Linked DNA regions of Zea mays: region 1 is linked to region 2. The links are chromatin contacts, called in public Hi-C maps. All regions are on one chromosome and are shown on one strand. The core of a region is the stretch at or near the end of the contact, and the rest is flanking DNA. Distances in the headings are between cores, read along the strand shown.

The links. Hi-C and Micro-C count contacts between places; a contact is called where the count stands out from the background.
Region 1: a contact with region 2 is called in a Hi-C map of endosperm, with 4 times the contacts expected there. The contact joins the promoter of LOC103636489 here to the promoter of LOC100382859 in region 2. A contact is called at or near these places in 2 of 25 Hi-C or Micro-C datasets (ear and endosperm).

Annotation. Positions count from the first base shown.
Region 1 is chr8:174,307,815-174,311,136 of Zm-B73-REFERENCE-NAM-5.0, reverse strand. It overlaps LOC103636489, which reads right to left and starts at 1,891. Exons shown (of 8, transcript NM_001330558.1): 1 at 970-1,891. The coding sequence starts at 1,407.
Region 2 is chr8:173,994,632-173,998,131 of Zm-B73-REFERENCE-NAM-5.0, reverse strand. LOC100382859 reads left to right here and starts at 1,690. Exons shown (of 3, transcript NM_001352296.2): 1 at 1,690-2,433. The coding sequence starts at 1,925.

The sequences.
Region 1 (3,322 bases), core at 642-3,141, 310 kb before region 2:
GTATGTAACTAAACTCTTTCTGCTCCTTGATTTGCAGGTCTACAGATGCTTTAGGTAGGCGGCAGACAGGCAGAAGTTTGTGTTTCCCAGTGTCCAATGAACAAGGGACTCTCTTTTTGCCGTGTACTAGTAGTCATACAAGCACTAGTGGCACTTTGCGGGGATAGGATCGGTTGATGTAAACTCCCACTTTATGTCCATTCTTTTTTTTCTTTCTCTCTCTCTCTCTTTCTTCTTTTTTGATGTAGAATTTTTTGGAGGCTCGGTAAGGATAGGATTAGCGGCTTGGAACCGCCAAAAAAATTTGTTACATGCTCTAGGTATCTCTGTCTTGGTTGTCAAATGACAAGGTGTCACTGTCGTCACCATAGCTGCTTATCGGCCCTGTTTGGCACAGCTTATTTTCAGCTTCTTCACAAATTTAAGCAAAAGTTCTGCCAAACAGCTAGCTTCTGCAGCAGCTTATCAGTTCAGCTGCTTCTCAGAATACACTAAAAGCAGTCAACAAGCAGAAGCTGCTTTTCACCAGCTTATCAGATAAGCTGCTTTTTCAACAAGCAGCAGCTGTGCCAAACAGGGCCATCATCTGGTTGTTCTGCTTCCAAAGGGTTCCGCTGAACCCACAGGAGAGGCCGAAAATGACTCTCAAGCCTACGTATCCTAATCCTAATGTTGTTTGATTCCGCAGCGAAGTAACAAAACACGGCAACTGAAAGCAGACTTGTCGTGTTTTTTAGTCCAAGAAGATCAAATCATCCAGTCATCGACTTGGTTTGGGTCTCGGCACGTTCGAATGGTTTCTAGCCAGGCCCATGCAGAGCTCTGAGAGCCGCGAGTTTAGTGCGTGATTAACATGCACGCGGACACCAAGCCGGCAGCCTCTAGTGAGCAGAGGTGCATGGCAGGACGAAAAACATAACGGGGCAGTCAGTCAATAACGGCGATCGAGAGTAGAGCTAAGCTACGCACCGACGGCGGCGGGTCGTCGTCGTCGAGCGGGCGGCGAGCCACGGCGGCGAGGTTCTCCTCCTCCCCCAACCGCAGCGCCTCGGCGGGCACCGCCCTGCGGACGAGGCGGCTCCCCATCCCCGCGCCGACGACGGCGCCCCGGCGCGAGGTCGTCGTGACGAGGCCGACGACGACGGCGGCGCCGAGCAGGCACGCCACCGCGTTCCGCGCCCAGGCCTGGTCGAGCACGGCCGCCGCCCGCTTGCCGCTGGCCCTCCGGGCGAAGAACAGGGCCCTCGCACGCGCCGCCCCGCCGGAGCGGTCCGCTGCGGCGGGCAAGTCCGGGAGGCGGCGGCGGTGCGCCGCGCCGGACGTGACGGGGCTGCAGCTGCTGCTGCTGCTGCAGCTGCAGGGCGAGGACGAGGGTGCCGACGGTGTGGGTGACGGCGACGCGACCATGGCCGGAGCGGCTTTGGTTTAGACTTTAGACAAGTGCGCAGCCAAGCCAAGCCAAGCGCGGGAGCTCGATCGCGAGGAGGAGGGAGACCAGAGCAAGCAGAAGCAGGAGAAGGGGCCGGGCCGGGTGGCGCTGGCGCCCTGCCTTGGCCGCTTCGATGGGCAACCGCGCGGCGCTGGACGGGAGGGCACGTAAGGGAACGTGGGGGCGAGGTGGGGTGGTGGTTTGCAGCTTGCACGAGGGGGTCGTCGGTCGTGCGCGCGCGTGCATGCCCTGCCCTCCAGGGCCACAGCCCGCAACCCCTGGTGATTTTGTGAGAGGGAGGGAGGCAGAGCAGGCGAGCGAGTTCTTCAGGAACCAGGCTCGCCTCACCGGTGTCGTTGCCACCTCCACTGTGCCATGTTCGCTGGCTGGCTGGCTCGACCACACCGCACGGGCTCGCTTTCCCTGTCCAGGATCTCTTTCGTTTATCGCGGGCTGTGACGGGCGCGTGCGCGGGTGGTGTAGAGCAGCGAAGCCGAGGGACCCGATCGGAGGACGCAATCATTTGGCGCACTGCGCGGCTCGTGGAGACGTGTTCGAATTTCCCAGGACCCCGTGGGCATCCCGTCCGGTTCTTCTTCTGTTTCTCCCCGAGGTTGAGATGGACACTGGTCCGAATTCGCCGTTACAGGCAACCGGCATGGCCGAGCAGCAGCACACGTGAAGCGAAGAAGCAGGTATAGTTCCTGCACGCGCAGACACGTGGAAGTAGCTCAATGGAAACTAGCTGAAGGTGCCAGGCCCGTACGATGTACTACTGTGATTAATGCGCACTGTACTACTGTGATTGTCACATTCATTCCGCACTGTCAGTGGATGTGGTCCCGACGTGCTAGTGCTAGTGCTAGTGCTAGCGCGCCTGATTCCTTGCTTTAACCGGAACAAACCAAAAAAAAAAACGATGACCATTTTGGTGGGTATGTAGGGACGACGATTAAACGGGTGTTAGTGCAAGTGACGACGCGCTGACCGAGTTCTATCTCTCCCGCTTTGACGTAGCCCCGACACGAGCGAAACGCCCCGGTTTTTATCCGGCCCCAGGCCCCCAGCGCCGTGTCAGCTGCTTGACTGCGACCCTTGAAAAGTCAGCTGGGCACGTAGCTACGACGACGCGTTCATGTTCATGTTTGTATTTGCATAGTACGCCCTTCATGTTCATGTCTGACCCCGAAGACTTGTCCTAATTCGCCTTGCTCTCGTCTCCTCCCGCTTGTTCACATCGCCCGGCCGGGTACATATATACGGACGACACGCCCGGCCGCCGTGCAGGACCGGGAATTCGTAACAGGGACGACGACGACGACTAGCTGATCCTCCCATCTCGTCGTTTCATGTCTGTTCTCTGCTACTTGGCGTCTCATCGTTGCCCATGTGTTGAGTTGTGTGTGATTCTGTCCATCGGGCAGGCAGGTGAAGGCCAACATCGTCCCGTCCCGAGTGGGGAAGGAATCCATCCAGGTTTGGTGGTGGTCTAATCAGGTTGACACGCGCACTTTGCTTCGTGTTGGTGCTCGTGAACCCACTTTGCTTACCCGCCTCATCATGTTGTACATGGCGGCACCACGGGGTGCCGGTCGATTATTGAACGCCGATTATCTCTCTCTCTCTCTCTCTCTCTCTCTCTCTCTCTCTCTCTCTCTCTCTCTCTCTCTCTCTCTCTATCTCTTTGTCAGAATGACCACAGCGCAACCAAGGATCCCTGAATGTGCGGTATGGAGTCACAAATTAAAGGCGTCTGTTTTATTCCTCACTGGTTCGATGAAGACTGCAAGAGGTAGCGACATGTTGTTCTTGACGGAGACGCGAGGAGCGCTCCGTTTCCTGGTAAACGTTGTCCTCGACGGAGCCCGATTAGGCAGCGGCGCGACGCGGACA
Region 2 (3,500 bases), core at 441-2,940:
AACAAGTTCTAAGCTATTTGGAAATTTGATTTCTGAAAACTTTTCAAAGTTTAGATATAGACCAGACTTAGGGCTCCTTTGAAACGGAGGATTTTTTTTCGTCTCCTGCGTTTTTCTTGTGAAAAATAAACTGATTAATGTAAAACTCCTATACGATTCCTCCGAAATTCCTGCATACCAAAGAAGCCCTTAAGAGCATGTCTAGATCCATCGTTATTAATAGTACATAGTTAATATTAACTGCTATTAGATAGTTTGATCCAATTAGTAAAATAGTTGTTAGTTAGGTATACCTAACAATTACCTATATCTTTTTGTATCCAAGGAGCTAATTATCAGCAAATGCCTATTTAGCTCTATGGATCCAAAATTCCAAATACTCCATATGTTGTAAATTATAAAATGTTTCAGCTTTTCTACATATATTTATAACTTTTGTTATGCACATAGATATATATGTTTCAGCTATGAATCTAGAAATATCAAAATGTGCTATGATTTAGGACGAAGGAATTGTTGTAACCTTAAATTTATGAGGTGGGAGGCAGAAATAGATTATTTCTATACTCTATTTTTGCTCCGCAATGTATACCATGTTCTTTAGCTTATTCATGTGTGTAGCAGCAGTGCAGTATAAAAGTATTATGTGGTCAAGAGTAGCATACATGTATATTGCATATGCAACCATTTTAGCTTAATGAATCTATTCGTAAATTATGATTAATGGGTTGGCTTTCAATTCTGACATTCCAAGTGGGACCTGTTATTGAATTGAAGTATCACAGCAGAAACAAGACAAAATCATAGGGGGGGGGGGGGGGGGCGAAGAGTATGCTAGATTAGCCTCACATTTATTTCCCAACTTGGAGTGAAGTTCTAGTGGACAAGTTAGGCAGCCATCTGAATACTTAGCAATAGATTTATCACGCTATATTATGCTACTATATTGAACAACTGTATAGATGCTGGTACAAGTTCAATGATCGATGTTGTCATCTCATAGCTTGTAGACTGGTCTCCTCCAAATTTTGTATTGTCATTCTTAGCAATGGTGGTCTACCGAAAAGGACACCTCTAAATTAAACTTGGATGATCAGGCAACTAGATATATATAGAACAAGTCTCAACCAAAGACAAGGCAACGAAGGGATCCGTTGACAGCATTATGGTACACAACGCAAATCAGCAGAAGACAAGACAGATTTATCTACTAATTGTATATTGCGGACCAAATCCAACGTCTGTGCTAGACATCATACCATATAAATATATAATTAGCCGTTACCAATTGTTTTTTTCATTGTCTTTTCCAAGCTTCACATTACCACACACCTCTCCTCTATATGCTTTTATCTTGCTGGTAAATTTGGAATGGGTCATGTTTTGAACCCTAATACCTCGCAACGCGTCTAATTAGTGTCTGTTTGACTGTTTGTATCCATCCATCTGGATTACATGTAAGATACCGTATTACCTAAATCCATTAGTTAAAAGATCTAAATGAACACTCAGCTAGTTTTTAACTGGTCGCTATTGGTTATATGAATCCAAATAACCTTTTAGATTCACATAAAAACAAGTCAGTCCTTGCTAGGCATAACATAATCGACTCTCTTAACACAGACAGGGGACCAGACAAAATGCCTTTTTAGCTGCTTGTGGCTGCGCCCGGCGGGCGACGCCATTTATCACACCTCACCTCCGCCACCCGGGTGCTTACGTGGCGCGGCACCACCAGCTGATCCTGATCGGCGCAGGAACGGAGTAAACGCTTGCTGGCTCTCTAATCCCCGTCCCTCATCCCTCACCCTTTGCAAAAATCACAGCGGCAGGGGACAGCAAAAATCTCCATGCCCACGCTCGGCCTAGATCTCCGGCGAGCCGGCCCCGCGCGGTAGCCGATTCACTCTCCGACCCCGACCCGATGGGCGGCGAGGTGCCGGAGCCGCGCCGGCTGAGCCGCTCGCTCAGCTTCGGCTGCGGCGGCGTCCCCGAGGAGGCGCTGCACCTCGTGCTCGGCTACGTGGACGACCCGCGCGACCGGGAGGCGGCCTCGCTCGTGTGCCGCCGCTGGCACCGCATCGACGCGCTCTCGCGCAAGCACGTCACCGTCGGCTTCTGCTACGCCGTGGAGCCCGCGCGGCTGCTCGCCAGGTTCCGGCGGCTCGAGTCGCTCGCGCTCAAGGGGAGGCCCCGCGCCGCCATGTACGGGCTCATCCCCGAAGACTTCGGCGCCTACGCGGCGCCCTGGGTCGCCGAGCTCGCCGCGCCGCTCGACTGCCTCAAGGCGCTCCACCTGCGCCGCATGACCGTCACCGACGAGGACATCGCCGTGCTCGTCCGCGCGCGCGGCCACATGCTACAGGTGCTCAAGCTCGACAAGTGCTCCGGCTTCTCAACGGACGCCCTCCGCCTCGTCGCCCGCTCCTGCAGGTAATACCCGTATCTCTGTTCCTCGTCTTTCATCCGCTGATCTGCTACACCGTGTTTGTCCAGCCTGCTTTCCCATTACGGTGTGCTGGGAAAGTAAGCTGGTAGTTGCGCACTTGAGTACTTGATCTTTTCCCCCTCCTCGAGGAATCATGATTGATCCGGCGGAGATGTTACTAAGGCGGTGTTTGGTTTCTATAGACTTTAGTCCCTTCATTTTATTCCTTTTTAGTCTATAAATTGCTAAATATAGAAATTAAAATAAAATTTTAGTTTCTATATTTAGCAATTTTGGAACTAAAATGGAATAAAATGTAAGGACTAAACATTAGTCCCTAGAAACCAAACACCCCCTAAAACGGAGCAGTAACAGATAAGCTTGGGCCGTGTGTCAGTTTATATAAGTAGTCACAGTTCTAATATGGGCAAGATGCAGCTCGCCTGCTTCTGAATTCCTTCCCTCCCTTCTGTGAAATTGGCATGGGCAAGCTCTGATGCGATCATAGGTCATAACATGAAAGAATTTTCTTGAGTATAAATGGATGACATCCATAATACTGCTGGTTTGATCGTTAGTCCAGTGTTTTTTTTTTGTTTCCATCTCAATAGTATTTGGCCATGCTGTGAGGAGTCCCCAGTTCTTAGTACAACAATTTCGTATGAGCAGGCTGTTTGAGGTGTCGTCAAAATGGCAGGTGATCTAAACACTCCCGGGAAGTTAGGAGCACTTATGTGCCACCTTGATTGGGATTGAACCGGACAGCTCTGTCCCCAATGAAACATATTTTTGACCAAAATTCTGTTGCAGCTTTGCATGTTGTTGATTTCAGTTATCAACCAATTCAATCATGAACACATTTCATATGTTACCAAGTCTTGTATTTCAGGCAGCATCTTTTCCCTTTCTTCTTCCCAAAAGTCTTCCAGATGGTTTGATTTTTTCTATTTCTTACTTGGAATTCTTTAACGATGTTCCTGAATCAGTTGACTAAGGAAGTTTAATAATAGATGGTCATGGAAGTTCTGTGTTTGATACATATGTCTCCATCTCAAATGTTTATTAGTATTAC